2 separate regions of the Ovis aries genome follow, and region 2 is linked to region 1. The links are chromatin contacts, called in public Hi-C maps. All regions are on one chromosome and are shown on one strand. The core of a region is the stretch at or near the end of the contact, and the rest is flanking DNA. Distances in the headings are between cores, read along the strand shown.

Region 1 (6,977 bases), core at 924-3,423:
GTAGCAGCCACTCAAGTACTACATCAGGCACTAGGGCTGTAAAGACAAAAAAGATACAGTCATAGTTCTAAAAGACCCTGACAGATCTGGTGGGACCGTCCCAGCACCAAGCACAATGCCTGGCACATGGTAGGCTGGATGAAGAAATGAGGTCCACTCCAGAATGCTGTGTTGCAAGAGAAGGTTATCTGTGGGCAAGGGCTGGTCTGGGAAGGTTTTTCAGGTGAGGTGTGGCAAGTGTGCATGCTCCCACCTCAGAGGCTGGTGGGCCTGGCCTCTGACACACCCCTGACTGGGGATCAAAATTTGGAGATCCCACAGGACATTGCCACTAACCAGCAGTGTCTTCCGTTTCTGAGAAAGCTTGCGTTTCTGGGTATTCTTGGTTTCTGTGAAGAGGGAATCATCTATGGACACTCCTAAAGGCCGCAGGTGTGCTCTGCACAGAGAAGGAGAAAGAAAGGGTGGGTGACAGAGCCTTGAGTGGGGAGTGCACTTCCACCCTTCCCAGAACCACAAGACATGGGCTCCTCTCTCCTCCAAGCCAGGTTCTGGGTCTTCCCAGTGCTGCCACCAGATTCCCAAAGGTGCTGTCAACAAGCTCCCAATTCTGGGCTCAAAGTATTTTCCCACATTCCCAGAAACATTCTCCTCATCACTGGAATCTCATATATTCTGCAGTGGTATAACACCCCTTGCCAGGAACCCATAAAACCATGCAGGCCTACACTTCCTTCAGCATTCATCTGTGGCTCTAATGACCATTGTATGTACATTACCAGCACATTCTAGGGGTGTGATACCAAAGGCAGGTGCTATAGGACAAGAAGTACAGAGTCTGGAGTCAAGAGTCAGGGTGAGAGTCTTGAGCTTGTATTTACTACTTTCTACTTACTAGTTGATAGGACCCAGAGGCTGACATCTATCTTCTAACAGGAATCCTCTTGGGCATGTAATTTAACTTCACTCAGCCCAGTTTCCTTACAAGGAGATGGAGAGAATTCTTTTTTTTTTTTTTTAAACACATAATCCTCTGAGGAGTTCTAGTGTTTTATTTTTTAATTTTTAAAAAAATATTTATTTGGCTGTGGCTTTTCTGGCTATAGGAGCTTGTTATCATCATATTTGGAGTGTCCAGATGCTGCACCTGTGAATACAGGCAGGAGCTACCTTAAGGCTACAGGATGTTCTTGGGCTGCTTACAGATGCTTTTTTATCTTCAGCCAGTGGGTAAAGAGGCTGTTTATCCTGTGGCTAAGAGCTCAAATCTAGAGACTCCCATGGCTGAGATCAAATACCAGCTCCATGACTTATAAACATGTGTAAAACACGTGATCTCTTCAGACTTCTATTTCTTTGTTTGTAAAATGGTGATATTACCACCTCATAGAGTTGCTGTGAGGGTTAAATATGGTGTATGGAGCACTTGGCACTTAATGCACGCTCAACAGGAAAAAGCTGGCTGTTACTAATGATAAAGTGCGCCTCCCCTTTTACTGGGCTTCCCCTGTGGCTCAGCTGGTAAAGAATCCGCCTGCAATGCGGGAGACCTGGGTTGGATCCCTGGGTTGGGAAGATTCCCTGGAGAAGGGAAAGGCTACCCACTCCAGTATTCTGGCCTGTATAGTCCATGGGGTAGCAAAGAGTCGGACACGACTGAGTGACTTGCACTTTCACTTTCCCCTTTTACTAGAATGTAACCACCTTCCTGGGCTGACAAATCATCTGAGATTGTTTCTGTACCACTGTTCCTGTGGGGCTGGAGGCCCAGACCAATAGAAAAAGGCAGGAGGTGCAGAGGTCTGAAGCAGGTACCCTTTCTCTTTCTGGAAGTACTCAAAGCCTCCTCTCCGGCCTCACACCGCCAAGCGCCTACCTCGACGTGGTGGGGAAGTTGAGGGTTTGCGAGTTCTGAGAGTCCATGACGCTAGGGCAGCCGGGCAGTCGGGCACCCGGGCAGCCCGCACCCGCGGCCTGGGAAGCTGTGCTAGTGTACAGTCCGTCACCATGGCGACCAGATCCCAGCAGCCCATCGGCGGGGGCGGGATCAGGATTGTGTCACGCCCCCGAATCCGGCTCCCGCGCGCCGGGAGGAAAGCCAAGCAGCGAAGGTATACTCGGACGGGGAATAGGGACTGAGGGTCTCCTCAGAGTCAGTCATTACAGCGGATATGACCCTAGCGACCAGAGCTGAGGCTGGGGCATAAACAGAGGCCACGGGGGAGGGAGGTGAACTGAGAGGCCGGAGCAGCGTTGCCAGCGGGAATTGTAGTTTTCGGTATCTCAATGTCTTAGCTGAGCAGGCTTATGGCTGAGCAGGTTTGTACTACATCTCCCAGAAATCCCCACCAGCCTGAGCTGGTCCGCCCCTGGAGAACTCTGCATTATGGGAAGTGGAGTCCAAAATGTGGCGAGGCGTGGCAGGGTCCAAAGCGAGTTGCAGGACTGGGACTCGGTTTCCCTGCGGCCCTGGTCGGCTCTCTGGTCATTGGCTGAGCGGGGCGGATCTGGTCCTGCTCTTCCCCGCCCCCAGTGACACAATAGCAGCTCCCTCCAAGATGGCGGCGGCGACGGCGGACCCGGGAGCTGGGAGCCCTCAGGTTGGAGAGTCCTCCGGCGGGGCCACTGGGTGCGGGCTGCCGTCCCCAGGAGAGCAGGAACTGAGCCGGCGCTTGCAGCGCCTGTATCCCGCTGTCAACCAGCACGAGACGCCGCTGCCGCGCTCCTGGAGCCCCAAGGACAAGTACAACTACATCGGCCTCTCCCAGGGCAACCTCCGCGTCCACTATAAAGGTATCGGCCTTCTGGCCGAGGGGAGGAAAAGACCAGAGTGTCTTCGGGGTAGCTGTGCTGCCCAGCCGGTGCTCCATCATGTCCCTTCCCCAGCTCGGGTGCTCCGGGTTGGGCCTTAGCTCCTGTAGGGTGTCTAGGGTGGTGGAGCTGACCAGGCCAGTGATTGACTGCCTTGTCTGCTCTGCCCTGAGACACCCGGTGTCAGGAGAACCGCAACAGGTGTCCGAACCAGTTCTGGGCTGGACCTTCTTCCCAGGGTCCTCCTGCTTGTCCTGAGGTAGCTCTAGGGACTCTAGCTGAGCCCTTTACCGCTGCTGAGTTTCAAAAGTGCCTGAAGAAAAGGGTGGTCACATCCCCTCCGTCAACCAGAGGTCCATGAGCTTCCTCACCTGCCAGACATCCCAGACAGGGCCTGAGGTTCTGCCCCAAATCGTAGGGGCATCTTCCAGGGCTGCCTCTCTGTCCCCTATTCTTCGGAGTGGGCTGCGTGTATCCTGAGGAAGTCTCTCATGTAGGCACCCACATTGCATGTACCCTCCTGTGGTTTCTGTGGTGGACAGAGTCCCAGGCCGGGCTGCTGTGCTTAGGAGGAGGTGAACCAAAGGTGGGAGGTTTATGTATTTGCTTAGTTGTTGTCTAATTATTTCTTGGACTGTGCAAGGGCTTCCTCTGGCCATGAAGGGGTAAAGTTGCCATGGAGCAGAGAGGAATGAGGCTTCCATTTGTATGTCCCTCTGCTGAAATTTCTTCCTTGTCCTCTTCTACTAGGTCATGGCAAAAATCACAAAGATGCGGCGTCAGTGCGTGCCACCCACCCCATACCTGCTGCCTGTGGCATTTATTACTTTGAGGTGAAGATTGTCAGCAAAGGAAGAGATGGGTAAGCCCCTCCTGACCACCTTGCCCCCAACACTGAGCTGTTCCCTGTGGTCAGAGTTTGAGGTCTCCTGGTTGACACTTGTGCCTGTATGAGCTGCTGAGCTGCAAAGGGTTGAGTAGTGGGTGCCTGTTACCCGACTGTGGTCATGACCTGGTCTAAGCAGTAGCTTTTGATGGCAAGTAGGTACATTTTGTCAGAGAAGGCAATGGCAACCCACTCCAGTGTTCTTGCCTGGAGAATCCCAGGGACGGGGTAGCCTGGTGGGCTGCCGTCTCTGGGGTCGTACAGAGTCGGACACGACTGAAGTGGCTTAGCAGCAGCAGCAGCAGCAGGTACATTTTGTAGAAGAGGGGCTTCTCTTTGGTGATGATGTAATGACTGTTTCCCTCACAAGTCAGGGAAACAAGTAACAAGTTTACATTAACAGTTCAGCGTCCGGAATGAAGTTCCTCCACTGTTATGTGGTGTTTGTTACTTCCCTCCTTTCACACTGTTCCCGTATTCAAGGTTCCTTTTTATGGCATTTAGTCATGTAGAGGCCCCTGGGGACTTCAAAGAGATAGTAGAGTCTTTGCAGCATTCATCAAAGCTGTGGCAACCACTGGCCTGTCATCTTAGGGTAAACAGCATGGACATGGTCAGAATCAGGTGACCTTGCTACTCATAAACTTGTTTTTCAGTCCAGTGACTTGAACACCAGTTGGACCAGCTTTAGGAAGGTCCTCATTAAAGTCAGCATTGGGGAGGCTCCCTAGTTTAGGGTGATCTAAGCAGATATAGGAAATCAGAGGGGAAATTTTTCATTTCTCTTCCTTTTCTTCTCCTAGTTTGCCTCTTTTTTTCTGGTGATTATCACAAAGCAGGTGTTTAAGTTATAAAATACAATGATTTTAGCTGCCTTGGAAAGATTTTCCTCATCAAACCTTAGGTCTGGTTTGGGTGGTTTGCCAGCCCCACCAGCGACCTTTGTTCCTACCCTGAATGTGTGTTCTTGAGCATTCAGAGTACTTCCTTTCTGAAGGGACAGTCCCCCTTGTGGTACTTGTAAAATGCATGGCCAGGGGGCTTTGCTAGGGGCAGGACTGCCGGAATTGGAGCTGTGTCTGCTTCCTTGGTGAAGTTGTCCCTGCCTGGGATGGCTCTGTGGTTGTGGGTAGTAATGGGGCTTCCATCTGCTTGTCTGTCCTCTGGGGAGCTAGGCCAGCATCTGAGCTACCTTTAATCCCAGAATTCTGTGATTCTGAAATTCTGACCATGGCAAGCTATTACATCTTTTACTTTTATCCCCATGTAGTGAATTTACAGATAGGAAGTTTATATTATCAGAGCTCTTTATTTATTTATTTTAAAATATATTTGTTTATTTGGCTGTGCCAGGTCTTGCTTGTGGCATGTGGGACCTTAGCCCCCAACCCGGGATCAAACGCAGGTCCACCTGCATTGGAGTGTGGAATCTTTGTCACTGGACCACCAGGGAAGTCCCTGTCGGTTCCTTTTAGAGACCTCGGTTCGATTCCTGGGTCGGGAAGGTCCACTGCAGAAAGGATAGGCTCCCCACTGCAGTATTCTTGGGCTCCCCTCATGGCTCAGCTGGTAGAGAATCTGCCTGCGATGCAGAAGACCTGGGTTCAATCCCTGGGTTGGGAAGATCCCCTGGAGAAGGGAAAGGCTACCCACTCCAGTATTCTGGCCTGGAGAATTCAGGGCAGTCCATGGGGTTGCAAAGAGTCAGACATGACTGAGCGATTTTCACTTTGAACCTTCTATTTTCCCTTTCCACTGTCTGATAAAAGCACATACATTTAATGTACTTGAACTGAATAAGAATGGACTCTTAAGATGAAACAAACACAGCAAAAATAGCTGCAGTGTAGACTGAAACATGGGTGCTTCAGTCTCATGTTGCCAAGGAAGTGGACTGGCACGTCCTAACCTTGTAGGTAGGAAGGTGGATCATTTTGGAAAACAGCTGAGCTAGTAAAAGGAGGGAATAGTTTTTCAGAAGGAGAGTGTTTAAATGCAGAGACCCGGTTTCCTTCACCTGGCTTTTAACCTTTCAGTTATAAGTGGATCTTGCTGTAAAAGACCCCGTGTCTTGTCAGATTGTCATACTGTCGGTGTTGCCTGCAAATCCGCAGAAAGTTGAACATCTTCTCCTAGCTTTCCCAGCAGTTTTACATGTGGTAAATATAGCTGTGAGGTTGACCTGGAAACCTCAGTCTTAGAAAGGTCGCGAGTCACTTATGCTTGTGGTGGCCTGCTTTAGTTGACCGCTTTCAGAGGAAAGGTGTACGAATGTCCCCTATGGCCTCTTTGTGGAATTACTGAAAGCCTTCTCATGGCTAGGATATAGCCAGATGGGCCAGGTGTGGTTTTGAAGAGGCCAGGGGCTGTTCCAGGGCAGACAATGATCAGCTTGTTTCCTGTTTGCTGTCAGTGTTGAAGGTGTGTTTCTGACCTGGGTTTGGTCCACAACCCGGATGTTAACCTGTTGTGTAGCTTTCCTGTATTATCTAGTTCCATCTTCACGCATCTCTGGAAAGTGGCTGGATCGGATGATGATGTACCTGTTTCATGGGTGAGCCCTGAGCCCCAGGGATGTTGGTGACCTACCCTGGCCACAGGGCTTAGGGCGTGCAGTGGAGCAGCCTAACTTGTCAGGTGCCTTTACCTGACCCCAGACACGTGCATCCACGCTGCTGCCACCTTTCCCTGTTGCATTCTTCCCCTGGGTGGAGAGAATGTCCAGTTGGAGTCTTAGGAGGTCCTAGTGTTCTTAGAGAGCTGAAAGGTGCTTAGTGCTGAGTGGGACCAGAGAGGTGTGGCACGCGGTGGACTGGGCTTGGGTGCCTTACCATCTGCTGGATCTGTAGACCTGTTTTTCTGTAGATTTGGGGACAGGCCTCCTTTTTAAAAGGTGTTGATGAACCCAGTCATCAGTGTCCCTGTTTTCCAGAAAGGCCTTTGCTCTGAAGATGTCTTTTGTAGAAGAATACACTAAGCGTGTCTGATTCCCTTATGGCTCAGACAGTAAAGAATCTGCTGGCAATGCGGGAGACCCAGGTTTGATCCCTGGGTCGGGATTCCAGGGGTTGGGAAGATCCCCTGGAGAAGGAAATGACAATCCACTCCAGTATTCTTGCCTAGAGAGTTCCATGGACAGAGGAACCTGGCGGGCTACAGTCCACAGGGTCACAAAGAGTCAGAGGTGACTTTCACTTTCAAGCGTGTCTAGTTAGAAAGATTTCATTTCAAGGGTTATATTGATTCGTACCTGCTGTGTGCCAAGTGCATGCTTGGTACA
Region 2 (6,580 bases), core at 3,411-5,910, 160 kb before region 1:
AGTAACTGGCCTACTAGCCATTGCTATCAGAAAATACTATGGCTTCCCAAACCAACCCCATCCAGTTTCTCTAGCCTGAATCTGGTCCTTTCCCTTCTCACTCTGAAACTGAGCTTCCTCATTCACGTAATGAATGTGTATTAACTCCTACAGGAGCCACAGCAGTGACCTGACACGATGTTCATCTATCCACCTGGCCCAGGTGTCCCACAATGCCTCCCTGCAGCCCAGGCTCCTGATCCTTGGCAGGGCTCACAAAACTCCTGTGTTTTGGTCTTCTGATGCTTTCAGTGAGCACCTGTGAAGGGAGGGCCCATTCTGCCTCCTCTAGCTTCTGAACACACCCACCCACAGGTGAGGAGGCTGCACTTGTGGAAAAGCTCTCTGTCCGGGAGGATTAGGAGCCCCTTACCTCACAGTACACAATGTCCGCTCCATAGTCCAGGGCCAGAAGCCGCATTGGGAGAGTCCCCACCCGAACCATAGGGGCTAAGATGAGTTTGTTGTGGTAGCACAGAGAGAGGTTGTTCACAATCATTCCTGAAGAAAGAAGAGTCAGAAATTCAAATGGAGAAAAATCTCTTCTGTTACCCAGAGCAGGCTTTCCTTTTCCTCCCAACATGTAGTACTTTGTTTTCCTTTTCTCTGATCATAAAAACAATGCAAGCTCGTTCACACATCCAACAAATATTTATTAAGTGTGTGGTCCGTGCCAGTCACTGTCCTAGTCTTTGTGGATACCTGAGAAGAAAACAAAGATTCCTATTCTGCTAGAGCTTTCATGCTGGTGGGGAATGAAGAGTGCACAGCAGAGGAAACAGTCAGTGCAAAGGCCCTGGGGCAGGAGCAAGTCTGATGTGTTAGACTAGTACAAAGGCTGACATAGTTGAGCACAGAAAGAAGAAGGGTAATGGACGTCAGATACAGGATGGATGTCCTAAGCAGATAGGACACAATGGTGAGATCCCAAATGGCCTTGTAGGATGCCCTATGGGCTTTATTAGCTCCTCACGATATGAGCCAGCAAGAGTTTCAAGAAGAGGAGTGGCATGACGGATCACATTTCCCCATGATCACAGTGACTGCTGCATGAAAAGCTATGGTAGACACAGGGAGACCAGTTAGACTCTTCAGTCACTGACATGAGAGATGATGGTGGCTCAGGATGGGGAGAGAGTTGTGGAGGTGGTGAGAAGTCATCATATTCTAAATAACCTTTGAAGGTAAACTCAACAGGAGTAAAACAAGCGAAAAAAAACCCGAAATCTTTAAAAAGGATAACCAATAAGCACCTACCGTCTAGCACAGGGAACTCTGCTCAATGTTATGTGGCAGCCTGGATGGGAAGGGAGTTTCGGGGAGAATGGATACATATATATATGGCTGAGTCCCTTTACTGTTCATCTGAAACTATTATAACATTGTTAAATAGCTATACCCCAATATAAAATAAACAGTTAAAAAAATACCAGTGTCCAGGCCTGCCCTCAAGTCAATTAAATCAGACTATGAAGCTCACTAGGGCAGGAATTTTGCCTGTTTTATTCACATGAAAAGTACCTGGCACATACATGGTGCTCAGAAAATATTTACTGCTTGAATAAATGAATGAATGTACCACTATCACCTGAGACTCAAGGAAAAATTCCTTTTAAAATTTAGGGAGTAACTAGGCAACATAAGTTTCCATGGCAGCTCTGAGAAAAACATTACCTAATGAGGCTACCACTCGCAGGAGCTTGCATTTTTTCCACAATAAGTAAACCTTTCTTATTTCTAGAAGACTCTTGAGAGTCCCTTGGACTGCAAGGAGATTCAACCAGTCAGTCCTAAAGGAAATCAGTCCTGAATATTCATTGGAAGGACTGATGCTGAAGCTGAAACTCCAATACTTTGGTCACCTGATGCAAAGAACTGACTCACTGGAAAAGACCCTGCCGCTAGGAAAGATTGAAGGCAGGAGGAGAAGAGGATGAGATGGTTGCATGGCATCACCGACTCAACGGACATGAGTTTGAGTAAGCTTCGGGAGTTGGTGATGGACAGGGAAGTCTGGCGTGCCACAGTCCATGGGGTCGCAAAGAGTCAGACACGACTGAGCAACTGAACTGAACTGATAAAGTGCTTTGTAAAACATCTTGTAAAATATCCGTCTCAATAACAACTAGAGGTTACTCAATGTCTGCTGTGAGCAGGAGGGAAAGAGGGGATTTACAGAATATCTAAAGAAATTATAAGAAAGGGACTTCCCCGGTGGTCCAGTGGTTAAGACTCCATTCTTCCAACTGCATGGGGCACTGGTTTGATTCCCAGTCAGGGAACTAAGACCCAGCATGCCGTGCAGGGTAGCCAAAAAAAAAGAAATCAAGAGTAAGAAACTAGGGGCTATGAGAAGAGACTGACAGGCTCAGACAGGTTCTAATCCCTATGACATTTTGAGGTAATCACATTGTAAGAGTTTGAGCATGAGAAAGCAGCCACTAACCAGTTACCCTGTCCCAAATATTTGGATGAAAGTCAAATGCAAATACATACCTATGTATTATTCTTTTCTGATAATTCTTTCAATGTATCTGTTCTGCCTCGGTGCAAAACAATTCTTTGTTTTATATCTGAAAAAAAGAGTAGCACAGGTAAATGGATGAAACCTGTCAAATCGGACATCCAAGGAGCCCTTCAGCTAAGGAACAAGGAGCTCTGAGTTCTGGGCAAGAATCATAAAAGTAGTGTAGAATCACAATATCGTAGCATATTCTTTGCATCAACTCCCCTCTATCATATCACCACTCAGTGGTCATTGACCTGTACATGAAATTTTCAGTGACAGAAAATCCAGCACTCTCCAGACAGATCTGGGCATTTCTGGTTGCTACAGTAGTCTTTATGTCAAATTTGGAATCTGACTCCGTCATCAGTCCCAGTCTGCCTTCTGGAATGGTTCATCCCAAGGCACACCTCATCTCTTTTCCGTCTGACACAGTCCCCAAACACATGAGGACAATTTTATTCTTCCCGAAATTCTCTTCTCCCACATCACCCTCCTTAAATCGCCCCTTTCTGTGCTTATGGCTTTCAGGGGCCCCCCAAGGTTTCTTGATCCCAAGGGCATGACAAGAAATGGCATCAATATGCCCGGTACAGATTCTGGGGAAGGGGCTGGGCCACACGAGAACCTGGCAAATGTAGCTCCCTGAAGCAAGAGTACATGCAGCAACCCCAGCCTCTCTTCAGTCCCCATCCTCTATCCAAGGTTCTCAACAGCACACTGTTGATATTTTGGGCCAGATCATTCTTTTTTGGCGGGGGCGGGGGGGGGGGGCGGGTGGCTGTCCTGTGCATTGTGCCATATTTAGTAATATCCTGGTCTCTACCCACTAGAAGCCTGTAGCACATCCCCAGATGTGACAAATAAAGATGTCTCCAGCCATTGTCAAGTGTCCTCCAGGAAGGGTGGGGGCAAAAGTCACTTTCACTCAAGAGCCACCACTCCATCCAGTAACTCTGATTACCTGTCATTACTCTCTCTTCCTCTAGTTTAACAGATAACTCTCCAGAAAAGCCTATCGTGTATCAAAGCACTATTTGAAATATAATAGTATTTATCTTTATAACAGTATGTAATGAAAGTTAAACTTTTCTCCAGGGACTTCCCTGGTGGTCCAGTGGTTAAGATTCCATACTTGCACTCCAGGCAGCACCAAAGGCTGTGCAGCAGTGGCCAACAAAAAACCCCAAAACCTCTTTCTTCCAATGTTAAGGCTCTTCCAAGTAGTTAACCCATATTTACCTTATCCCCTACCCCAGGCACTAGAGATTACAGAAATGATCTGATGCCCATTTTCTATATCCGTTCAGGAAGTACCAATTGTGTAAGGTTTTTTCGCAACCTGAACTGAATTTAGGTAAAATATTCTGCCTGATCATGACTTTGTGAGACAAGTCATATACCTGTAGCAGGACCCTCCCACTACTATTCAAGTAATTTAGGCATCCAACCTGAAAGCCGGAGGAGCTAGGTGAGCTTCAGGATGAGAAGTTGGAAAGGGTAACAAGAGAAGGAAGAATGAATCTCAGCTGAAAAGCAAGCGGAAAAGGTCCGAAGAGATGAGTTCTCTTGAGTGAAGAGATGATATGCTGAAGTCCATCGGCTTGCTCTCTGGGCCCTCACCTCTCTGGGCGGTGGGGGAACGCTGAGCCTAGATCTACCCCTGGTCTCGGCCCCCAGGCCTGACCATTCACTCAGATTCTCAATAAATATTTATATTAGAAGACCTTACAAGGGGAGCATATCTGTGAAAACACCGCCGCACCCTCACAGTTTACACGGGGCGATCAGAACTGGACATGCCATTACAGGAGCTGTGAGGGCGACAAAGGAGAATTGTAGGGATCCGACATCGGATCGCCAGAAGCCCTCAGCCCTCCTGATTCCTAATGCCAGGGCCCCATCGCCGCCTGTCGCCGGACCCCGATCCTGCCTTCATCGCGCACCCTTCCCCAAGGTTAGCCGGGGCCTGGACGTCACCACCCGGTTTGGACCTACAGACCTCGCCGCTGCTGAACTCTACAGATCCTCCCTCCTTCCACCCAGTTCGCCAATTCCTCATGCCTTACTGAGCCGCGCCGGCCACCGTCCGCGAGGACTTGGCGCGCGCATGACGTCATTGTTGTGCGCCTCTTCCGCACCAAGGGGACTATGGCTCTAGCACTGCAGCTACGGCTGTTGTCGCTCGTGCCTCGGTTGCTTCTGGCGCCTCGACGGGACCTGACAGTCCGCGGTCCCGATGAGCCCCTGCCCGTGGTGCGCATCCCGCGGGCTCTACAGAGGCGGCAGGAACAGCGGCAGAGCGGGCAGCGGAGCCCCCTGCGGCCGGTGTTGGTGCGACCTGGCCCGCTGCTGATCTCGGCCCGACGACCGGAGTTGAACCAGCCCGCACGCCAAACGCTGGGCCGTTGGCAGGCTGCGCCACTCGTTTCGCGAGGCTGGAAGCATCGGCGCGCTCGCCAGGACTATTTCTCCATTGAGCGCGCTCAGCATGAGGCCCCAGCGCTGCGGAACCTCTCGTCCAAGGGCAGCTTCGCCGATCTGGGTCTGGAGCCCCGTGTGCTGAGCGCACTCCAAGAAGCTGCTCCCGAAGTCGTTCGGCCCACAACCGTGCAGTCGAGTACCATTCCCCCATTACTTCGCGGCCGCCACATCCTCTGCGCCGCGGAAACCGGCAGTGGCAAGACTCTCGGCTACATGCTACCTCTGCTTCAACGGCTCTTGGGCCAGCCAAGCCTGGACGCCAGTCGTATCCCTGCTCCTCGAGCCCTGGTCCTTGTGCCTTCTCGAGAATTAGCTGAACAGGTGCGGGCCGTGGCCCGGCCCTTGGGCAGCTCCTTAGGCCTCCGGGTGCAGGAGTTAGAGGGAGGCCATGGCATGAGTAGGATCAGGCTGCAACTGTCCAAACATCCTCCAGCAGATGTACTGGTGGCCACTCCGGGGGCTCTGTGGAAGGCCCTGAAAGGTCAACTGATCAGCCTGGCGCGCCTCTCTTTCTTGGTGTTGGATGAGGTAGATACATTGTTGGATGAAAGTTTCCTGGAACTAGTGGATTACATATTGGAGAAGAGTCACATAGCAGAAGGCCCCGCTGACTTAAAAGACCCTTTCAATCCCAAAGCTCAGTTAGTGCTGGTGGGGGCCACATTTCCCGACGGTGTAGGCCAGCTGCTGAGTAAAGTTGCCAGCTTAGACTCTTTAACCACCATTACCAGTTCCAAGCTCCACTGCATCATGCCTCATGTCAAACAGACGTTCTTGAGGCTGAAAGGAGCAGAGAAGGTGACTGAGTTGGTGCAGATCCTCAAGCAGCATGACAGAGCACATAGGACTGGCTCCACAGGAACTGTTCTCGTGTTCTGTAACAGCTCCAGCACTGTGAACTGGCTGGGATATATTCTGGATGACCACAAAATCCAACACTTAAGACTGCAGGGACAAATGCCAGCCTCCATGAGGGCAGGTATCTTCCAGTCCTTCCAGAAGGGCTCCCGAGACATACTTCTCTGCACAGACATCGCCTCTCGGGGCCTGGACAGCACCCAGGTGGAAATCGTCATCAATTATGATTTCCCTCTCACCCTGCAGGATTACATCCACAGAGCAGGGAGGGTGGGCCGTGTGGGGAGTGAGGTGCCAGGAACAGTCATCAGCTTTGTGACCCATCCCTGGGATGTGAGCCTGGTTCAGAAGATTGAGCTGGCAGCTCGCAGGAGGAGAAGCCTACCAGGTCTAGCGTCCTCCGTAAGTGAGCCTTTGCACCAGGAAACCTTACTGCAGCAGGCTTAAATATGATGCCATAACAGGGGTCTTTCCCTGTGTGCTGGATGGGTGAGCACACTTGTCAGCAGGATGCTCTGGGCTGCTTAGTCACCTTCTAAAGGCCCCAGCTGCTGGTCAACACTGGAGGGTGAACTACTGAACGTGGCTCTCTGTAGTCTTTCACACGAAGAATAAAGTTGATTTTGGCTTTGTATCATGTCATGATTTCTAACAGTAAGTGATGTTTCTGTAGTTTCCACCTGGGGCACAATT

What was found. A called contact is a pair of places that touch in the nucleus more often than the background predicts.
Region 2: a contact with region 1 is called in a Hi-C map of hypothalamus, with 2.2 times the contacts expected there. The contact joins the promoter of DUS2 here to the promoter of TSNAXIP1 in region 1. A contact is called at or near these places in 3 of 16 Hi-C or Micro-C datasets (hypothalamus, muscle and tail adipose tissue).

What each region holds. Positions count from the first base shown.
Region 1 is chr14:34,880,063-34,887,039 of ARS-UI_Ramb_v3.0, reverse strand. TSNAXIP1 (translin associated factor X interacting protein 1) reads right to left here and starts at 2,173. Exons shown (of 12, transcript XM_060398381.1): 1 at 1,877-2,173; 2 at 337-439. The coding sequence starts at 1,923. It overlaps RANBP10 (RAN binding protein 10), which reads left to right and starts at 2,531. Exons shown (of 14, transcript XM_012189974.5): 1 at 2,531-2,793; 2 at 3,562-3,673. The coding sequence starts at 2,559.
Region 2 is chr14:35,040,370-35,046,949 of ARS-UI_Ramb_v3.0, reverse strand. DUS2 (dihydrouridine synthase 2) reads right to left here and starts at 4,660. Exons shown (of 17, transcript XM_042231828.2): 1 at 4,615-4,660; 2 at 2,536-2,612; 3 at 413-540. The coding sequence starts at 538. DDX28 (DEAD-box helicase 28) reads left to right here and starts at 4,685. Exons shown (of 1, transcript XM_027978106.2): 1 at 4,685-6,521. The coding sequence starts at 4,697. The coding sequence ends at 6,334.